Linked DNA regions of Pan troglodytes: regions 2 and 3 are each linked to region 1. The links are chromatin contacts, called in public HiChIP or PLAC-seq maps. All regions are on one chromosome and are shown on one strand. The core of a region is the stretch at or near the end of the contact, and the rest is flanking DNA. Distances in the headings are between cores, read along the strand shown.

What was found. HiChIP or PLAC-seq counts read pairs in DNA pulled down with a chosen protein or histone mark.
Region 2: an H3K4me3 HiChIP or PLAC-seq map of stem cell-derived excitatory neurons shows a contact between it and region 1, with 7 times the contacts expected there. The contact joins the promoter of ZNF367 here to the promoter of PRXL2C in region 1. A contact is called at or near these places in 1 of 7 Hi-C or Micro-C datasets (stem cell-derived neural progenitor cells) and 1 of 1 datasets of contacts at active chromatin or transcription factors (stem cell-derived excitatory neurons).
Region 3: a contact with region 1 is called in an H3K4me3 HiChIP or PLAC-seq map of stem cell-derived excitatory neurons, with 2.4 times the contacts expected there. The contact joins the promoter of HABP4 here to the promoter of PRXL2C in region 1. A contact is called at or near these places in 1 of 7 Hi-C or Micro-C datasets (stem cell-derived neural progenitor cells) and 1 of 1 datasets of contacts at active chromatin or transcription factors (stem cell-derived excitatory neurons).

Annotation. Positions count from the first base shown.
Region 1 is chr11:41,848,695-41,851,452 of NHGRI_mPanTro3-v2.0_pri, reverse strand. It overlaps PRXL2C (peroxiredoxin like 2C), which reads right to left and starts at 1,439. Exons shown (of 6, transcript XM_520707.8): 1 at 1,183-1,439; 2 at 798-866. The coding sequence starts at 1,374.
Region 2 is chr11:42,085,529-42,088,286 of NHGRI_mPanTro3-v2.0_pri, reverse strand. It overlaps ZNF367 (zinc finger protein 367), which reads right to left and starts at 1,404. Exons shown (of 5, transcript XM_528719.7): 1 at 325-1,404. The coding sequence starts at 741.
Region 3 is chr11:42,054,117-42,056,874 of NHGRI_mPanTro3-v2.0_pri, reverse strand. HABP4 (hyaluronan binding protein 4) reads left to right here and starts at 1,416. Exons shown (of 8, transcript XM_003312189.5): 1 at 1,416-1,875. The coding sequence starts at 1,527.

The sequences.
Region 1 (2,758 bases), core at 190-2,689:
TTCGGCTCACTGCAACCTCCGCCTCCCGGGTTCACGCCATTCTCCTGCCTCAGCCTCCTGAGTAGCTGGGCCTACAGGCGCCCGCCACCAAGCCCGGGTAATTTTTGGTATTTTTAGTAGAGTCAGGGTTTCACCGTGTTAGCCAGGATGGTCTCGATCTCCTGACCTCGTGATCCGCCCGCCTCGGCCTCCCAAAGTGCTGGGATTACAGGCGTGAGCCACCGCGCCCGGCCGCACAGTTATTTAATCAATGTTATTTTTTCACATCCTGATTGATAAGGTCTGCTGAAAGAACATCTGTTTTATAAAGGCTGCTCAATGCCTTTCCTCAAAAAGCTCACTTGGGCACAAACCTATCTGTGCCTCAAGAAAAATAAGTATGTGGTTGTCCTAGGGACATGGAACTTGCAGCCTATTAACATAAACATTTGCACCTTTACGATATATTAGTATTTTCCCATAATGAGCAGCTATTTGGAGTGTAACAAAAAATAAAGGGAAGAAAATAACCATTTCCAGCATTTGTTTTAGGGCATTATCAGTCAACTTTTGAGAACAGGCACTAGGTTACCAGGCAACACCACAATTGTTAGTACGTTTACCACCAGGCAGCACCCAATGAGTTAGGGCAGAAATAGATCTCTGACGTCTCACTCCTTTTGGAGGGGCGAGGGTGGAGAGAGCTGCGGGGAGGGGCAATCCAGGCTGCAAGTTCCGCGCTGGAGCCGCGTCCTCCCCCGCCCCGCTCGCAAGGTCGGCAGAAGCGGGCACTGGGCCGCCCACGCTGGGAAACTCACTTGTAAGAAACTCTTGGGGATTTTGGCCAGATCCTCTACGTATTCCTTGCAGATGTAACACAGGAAATGCTGAAAGCCAAAACGGCAGAGAGGGCAAGTTAGTAAAGCAGCACCCTCGGGCCCCGAAGGATCCCTGTACTTCGCCGTGCGTGACGCGAGCAAAGGCGACGCCCGCGGGGCCGGGACCGGCGGCTCGGGCGCCCGGCGCGTGGGAAGCGGGCCTCGCCCTCGCCCTCTCCCTGCCCCGCCCTAGTTGGGAAGCGGCCGCGACTGGGCAGGCTGCCTTCCCGTTTCCGTCCTAAGAAGCAGGAGGCGCGGCTCGCATCCCGGTAGCCTGCCCGGGACTCTGGGCCGCGCTTCCCTTCCAGCCCCGCCGCCCGCTCACCCGCACGAACACCACCACGGCGCGGCGCTCCCGGAACAGCGCGCCGAACGGTACCCGCTGCCCGCGGGCGTCCAGCACCGGCAGCTCGGCCACGGCGGCCGCCAGGGGCTGCCCGCTGTCGGGGCCGCTCGGGGCCGGGACCAGGGCGGCGGCGCCGCTAACCTGCCGCGTGACCGGGGCGGGCGCGGCCATGACGCGGGGCGGCCGAGGGCCTGGGTCCGCTCTGCCAGCGCGGACCGGGGCGGGGCGCGCAGAGGCTGGGCGCGGTGGGCGGGGCGGGGCGTGCAGAGGTGGGGCCTGGCAAGTCACGGTTTCCGCGGCGCGGCGCGGGCCTGGGAGCTGTCGGAGTGAAGCCCACGGGCGGTTCTGACTCAGCTCTCAGGGTAGGGGACAGAGAGAGAAAGTAAGGTCCGTCCACGGCGAGCAAGCATTATTGAGGAAGAAAGCCGCCCGCGCCCTCCATGGCCACCTGAGCGGATGTTCTCACCTATTCGAGAACTAATGGGTGTATGTGTAAAAGGTGGGCTAGGGCCGGGCCCACGTTTTGTAAACACACAGGCCGGGCCTGTAATCCTAGCGACTTGGGAGACCGAGGCGGGAAGATTACTTGAGGCCAGGAGTTCGAGACCAGCCTGGGTAGGTAACAGAGGGCAACGCCATCTCCGTTTTTTAAAAAAATAAAGAAATAAAAGGTGAGCTGGGTGGGATGAGGATGATGAAGTTAGATGACTTAGCAGCTGTTTTGTAGAAATCCCACACTTCCAATTCAGTTTCTCCTGGGGTGGGTAGGCAGACATAGGGAAATCTGGGGATCTCAGCCTTTGTGAGACCAAACTGGCCCTGGATTTAGAGGTTCATCTTTCTCTGGGGTTTCTCATGGGTGCTAACTGTGTGTCCAAGATTTCCAGAGCAGGACCAGATAACATTCAGGCTCTTTGTCTTCATAAGTTTACTCACTCTTGTGTATGGATTTGGGGTTCAGAAAGTACATCCTTTATCTATGGCCTTTGTTGAGCTGAAGAATATTTCTGGGGCGGAGTGCTAGGCAGGTCTATGTGACTGATGTGACTCTGCCACAAAGTGCAGGAAAGGGGGATGCTGCATCCTCTGGCTTTCACCTGTGTGAAGATTTTATACTTTATTGAGCACACATTAAGTGCTCTGTTTGAGAAGCTCTGCAGAGTATTTAGAAAATTTTAAGCATAGATCTGTTTCTAAGTCAAGATAGTTTCTTTCTGAGACAGGGTGTCGCTGTGTCGCCCAGGCTGGAATGCATTGGCACGATCATGGCTCACTGCAGCCTCCACCTCCTGAGCTCAAGCAGTCCTCCTGCCTCAGCCTCCCAAGTAGCTGTGATCACAGGCATGCACCACCATGCCTGGCAAATTTTTTTTTAGATTTGTTTTTGTAGAGACAAGGGTCTCCCTATGTTGCCCAGGCTGGTTTTGAACTCCTGGGCTCAAGCAATCCTCTTGCCTTGGTCTCCCAAAGTCCTGGGGTTACAGGCATGAGCCACTGGGCCTGGCCAGGAGCTTTATGAGTTTTTGGAAATAAATGCATGACCAAAGTGCAGGCT
Region 2 (2,758 bases), core at 155-2,654, 240 kb before region 1:
CTCGTTTCCTCTCGGAACTGAGGACTCGGCAGCCCGCCGGGAGGATGTCAGTGGCCGTTGACCCGGCCTCCCCAGCGACCCCGGGCCGCGCTCCCGCCCACTGCACCTGCCGCAAGGACGGTCTCCCGCGCCGCTCCCGCCTGTCACGTGACAGCCCCCCCCCTCGACTGGGGCCGGTTTTTGGCGCGCGGCAGTGACGTCTGCATCCTGTCAGCCGCAGCCCCCGCCGTGGCCGGATCGACCTCGCGTTTTCAACTCCGCCCCGCCCGCCGCGCCGTTAACGGGCCCCGGCTGCCCCGCGTCCCGCCCGCCCGCCCCGCTCACCTTGAGGTGGCCGCTGTCTGGGCTGCTCGCTTCCTCCTCGTCCTCACCTCCCGAGGCGGCGGCGGAGGCCGAGGCGGCGGGCGGGGGCGCGCCCCGGCCACGAAGCCCCGAGTGCTCGGCGGCTGCGGCTGCAGGCAGGGCGGCCGAGGCGGCGGCCCCCGCGGCCCCAGGGCTGAGCGTCACGTTGTGTGCGTTCTCGCCCCAGCGCCACGGGTACACCATGAAGTCGCTGAAGCCGGGGCTGGTGGGGATGAGCGGCGGCGGCGGCTCCGGCTCCCCTCCACCGCCGCACGTTGGCTTGATCGGGGTCGTCCTGATGACCGACACCAGCACCCGCTTCGGAGAGTCGTGGCAGAAGATGACGGGCGGCGGCGGCGGCGGGTTCTCCGCCATGGGCGCCTCGACGCCCCGGATCATCGCCCGGCCCGACCCGCAGCTCCGGCGGCCCCGGGCCGCACTCCTGAGCACCGCTCTGCCCCTCGCTCGCTCTGCTCCGAGTCGCAGGCTCAGTCCTGCCGGCTCATGGCAGACTGACGTTTCCCGGAATCCTGCGCAGCAGCCACCTAACTAGTTGAGCAGACGGCACCGGCGGGCAGGGCTGGACCCCAGCCCCAGGTCAAGCGCGCCCTCCGCTCTTTGTACTCCGCAGCGCAGGCTGCAGGGGTGGGAAGCAGCGGGCGGCCCGGCCCTTGCGGTGACAGGAAAGCAGGACGCGCGGCGCTGAGCCCCCAAAAATAACAACCTGCCGCCGCGGTGCCTGCCCCGGCTTTTCCCGCGTTACATTTCGCGCCTGGGCGGAACCAGTCACCGCGAGGCCGCTGCCCGCTGGCCGCACCGGCGAGTGACAGGCGGCGCGAGCCAATGGCCAGGCCTGGCCTTCTTTCCAGCCGGCCGGGGCGGGGCCGGGTCTGCGCGCGGGTCCTTCCCACCTCGCCATTGGCCGCCGCTCTTATATTTTTTTCTGTCTGGAGGGCCAACAGCGTTCGAAACTCCAGTGGAGCGCGCGGCGTCTGCACTCGCCCGGACACACCCGCCTGCCGCCCCGCCCCGCCGTCCCTCCGCGTGGTTAGTCCGGGCCAGGGAGACGGGCGGCGGGGAGGGCGGCAAGAGGGCGGCTGATTGGACAGCGGCGGGGCGGGGTCGGGGGGGGTGATCGTTGGGCGGTGGAGGCGCGCGCCCCGCTCGGCCCCGCCCGCCGTTGGTTGTTGGGCCGCGGTTCCCGCGCGCAGGGAGTTTAAAGGGCTGGGGCCCCGCCGCCCGCCCCGCCCTCGGTCCCACCACCCGCCCGGCGGCTGGAGTCTCTGCTGCCCGAGGTCCTGATGGGCACCCGGCGTGCCTGGTTTCTTAATCGAGTTCCGTCTGCTCAGCTGTTGCACGCTCTGTGAACCAGCCCTGTCAGCACCGCCCTGACTCCCCCGGGCCGATTGTGGGCCTCCGGTTCCCCATCTGTGGAAAGGGGAGAGTTCAGGAAGTGGCCTCCGAAGTCCCTGCGGGCCGCTCGCGGCGCGGAGGCCACAAGAGCCGGGCGAGAGTAGACACTCTCACCCTGGACTGATGCCCCGAAGTTGCCTCGGGGATCTCCCCACCCCGGCGACCCCGCTCTACCGAGCGGCTGCTCCGGGAGTCGGGGCAGCGCCCTACTTTGCTCGGCCCGACCTGCCCCGGCCGCGTCCTAGTACTCGCGCCGGGACGCGCGGAGCCCCAACGTCCTCTGCCCGCCCCGCCCCAGCCCCGCCTGGCTGGCGCCGACCGCGGCCCGGGTGGGGCTCGCAGGCCGCAGAGGAAGGACCGGGCGGAGGGGGTGCCCGGCTTCCTACCCGCTAGATGTGGCCTGGGGAGCTGCGTTTTGTTCTTGGGAATACAGATTCCCAGGCACCGCCTGATTCGCGGTAGGGGCTCAATAAATATTTGCTGAATGGATGAATGAATATCCATTGGTTAAGGGTTAGGATTGGTAATTAAGTTAGAACACGACTGCATAATAACAGATAACTAAGCTGAATAGCTTTTCTCTCTGTGAAAGACACACAAATGCACAGCTATGACTAAATTAAGCCACAATTGTTTAAAAACAAATAAAGGAAACTCTGTGTACTGATATGAACAATTTCAAAAATGTATTTTTATTTTAAAAGGCAAAACAAGCAATAGTGTGATTTTATGTAAAATTGTTAAAGTGGGGAAAATACGTTTTTACTTTTAGACGTACATAAAATATCTGGCAAGATGCAAAAGAAACATGGATCATGGAGGGAAATTGTGTGGCTGGGAACAGAAGTGAAAAGATTTCAAGAAATACAATATATAACTGTATCTTTTGAACTTTGAACCAAGTGAAAGTATCCTTTTAAGAAATGAAACAGTATATAGCCTCCATTTTCTGGAGGCCTGCTACAAAAATAGCATATATGTACTGATACACAATAATACATAT
Region 3 (2,758 bases), core at 167-2,666, 210 kb before region 1:
CGCTAAGGAACAGCCACCCGAGGCATCATGTCTTCTCATGGAACAAGGACCAGGGAACAGAAGTGGGGGAGATCCCTTCTCAATCCCTTGTTAGGTGCAAGAAAAGCTTTCCCAGAATACTTCTCAGATCTGTTCTGCCCGATTTGCCCCACAGCCTATTCCTAAGCCAATTACTGGCAAGGAATTGGAATCAGGTGCAATGAATAATGTATGATTAATCAAGTTTGAGGCTGGAAGGGGCCCACTTCCCCTGGGGAATATGATGCCTGAACAAAATACAGGCTCTGGAAAAATGTAAGAGGGAAAGAACGGCTGTAGGATAGGCAGCCAAGCGTGTCTCCACCGCTGCCTATGCAAAGATTTCCTGGAGGAAGTCCAGTCCAGCGTTCTCTAAGCTCCAGGCCTCAACTGAATATCTCAAAAGAAAACAAATATCCAAACCTCAACGTGTCCCAGACTGAATTCATGATTCTCGTTAAAGTAGTGTCTTCCAGTGGTAACTAATACTATCATTCAGATGCTGGAGCCAGGAAAATAAGAGTCACCATATCTTCTTCTGCCTCATCACCACCTCTAGCGCATCACCAAGTCTTTGAATCCATCTACTCTCTTCACCTCCACCGCCACCATCCTAATCCCAGTCACTATCAACTCTTCCCTGGAGCTTTGCAACAATCATGTTTGGCTTCCCAGCATCCATTTGTATTTCCCTCCAAACTATTAGTTCACAGTGCAGGTAGGGTGGCCTTTTCAAACCCAAATCTGCTCATGCTCAAAACTTGCTTCCCACTGCTCTTAGAATAGAGACCACTTTGAGCTTGAATAGGCTGTGCACATCCCACCTCAAGACTGCTGCACTTGCTGTTCCTCCTCCAACCCCTTGTCACCCCTCTCCCTCGGCTTAACTGTCACTTCCCAATTAGGTCAGATCCCTTTGCTGCAGCCCGTAGAGAGCTCTGCGCCTGTCCTTCAGGGCACTTTTTCTCCATCTACAGACTCAGATCTGTGACAACACGGAGCTAGTATTTCCTACAACATAATGCCTGGCACACGGTAAGTGCGCAATATGTAGCTGTTGCACGGCTAAATGTATACATAAGCTTCAAAGCAGAGTGGCCCATAGCAAATACGGTCGCAGTCCCGGGAGAAAGCACACACAGCCGAGACCCCACCGCCTCGTCCGCGCCGCCTGGACCAGCCAGTAGCTCCGCCCCTGGGCCCCGCCCCTCCCTGCTGAGCGAACGGGGCGGGGCCCAGAGGTCGCGTGACGTGACAGCAGCCGGTCGGTGATTGGGTCTCCAGGAGCGCCGTCTCGGAAAGGGGGCGTACCTGCGCGCGCTGATTGGCTGTCTGGCGCGGCGGGGCGGACGGCGGCGGCGCCGCGGGGGCGGGCGCCGGTAGGGGCCGGACAGGGTAGGGCCCGGAGGGCGGTGGCGGCGGAGCGGGCGGCATGGGTCCTGGCCGCCGGCTTCGCTGAGACGCGCTCGCGTGGGCTGCGCTCCCGGGCCCGCAGTGGTCGCGGCGGCATGAAGGGCGCTCTGGGGAGTCCCGTGGCTGCCGCCGGCGCCGCGATGCAGGAGAGTTTCGGCTGCGTGGTGGCCAACCGCTTCCATCAGCTGCTGGACGACGAGTCGGACCCGTTCGACATCCTGCGCGAGGCCGAGCGCCGGCGCCAGCAGCAGCTGCAGCGCAAGAGGCGCGACGAGGCGGCGGCGGCGGCCGGGGCCGGTCCCCGCGGCGGCAGGAGCCCAGCCGGGGCCTCGGGCCACAGAGCCGGCGCGGGCGGCCGGAGGGAGTCGCAGAAGGAGCGCAAGAGCCTCCCGGCGCCCGTCGCTCAGCGGCCCGATAGCCCCGGGGGCGGCCTGCAGGCGCCGGGTACGCGGGGACAGCGGGGGTAGCGGACCACGGCTCGGCCCGCTGTGAGACTGGGGTCCCGGGGGCCGGTTTCAGGAGGAGGGGCCCGGGAACAGCAGGGAGAGTTGAGGGTCCTGGTGGCCGCCGAAGGTAGGAGGAGAGGGGCAGGGGTCACACCCCTTCCAGCTCTCGCCAGCCTCGTGCGGGGCTCCGGGGGAAACGCTGGCTTGGGGTGGGGTAGGGCCCTCAAACCCTGGCACTGAGGCTCTACGGCAAGTTGGACGAAGTTGAGGGAGGTTGTCTGGGTGGCGTGTGGGGGCGAACGGCTGAGGTCGCTACCCCGGGGCTCCCACATCCAGACCTGGCGGGGACCTTCATCCTCCAGCCCAGCCTCTGCAAGATTGAGGTCGGAGCCACCCGAGAGCGCGGTGGGGAGGAGGAGGGCGCCCGGTCCCGGGGCTGGGGGCCTCTGTGATGCCGGAGGCCTGGGCGACCGCGGGGCGGCCTGTGACGTCGGGGCCCGGGCGGGGGTCCCCGGCGCGGTCCGGCCTGGCGCCTTCGCCCCTTCCCCGTCCGGTAGCTTCCAGCAGGCAGCCGGCATCGTATTTCAGTACTTCGTGTGGTGTTGATGGGATGTGCAACTTATAAATAGCTCAAGGCTGCTTTAAGAAAAGCGTTTTTAACCTTTCCAGCAAGAATATTCGGAGTTCCCCACTCCCTATTTAGCAAGAAAAACCGGTGCGCAGCGTGGTGTCCTGCTGCCTGTGGACGGGGAGGGTGCTTCAGAGTTCATTCTCTCACCTGAACTGCGTCAGTGGCAGAGCCAGCAACACTCCACCTGTGTTTCCTGTTTTCTTGAAATGAGGCAGCGGTCCCAAGGTTTGCAGAGTGTTACGATTAAGAT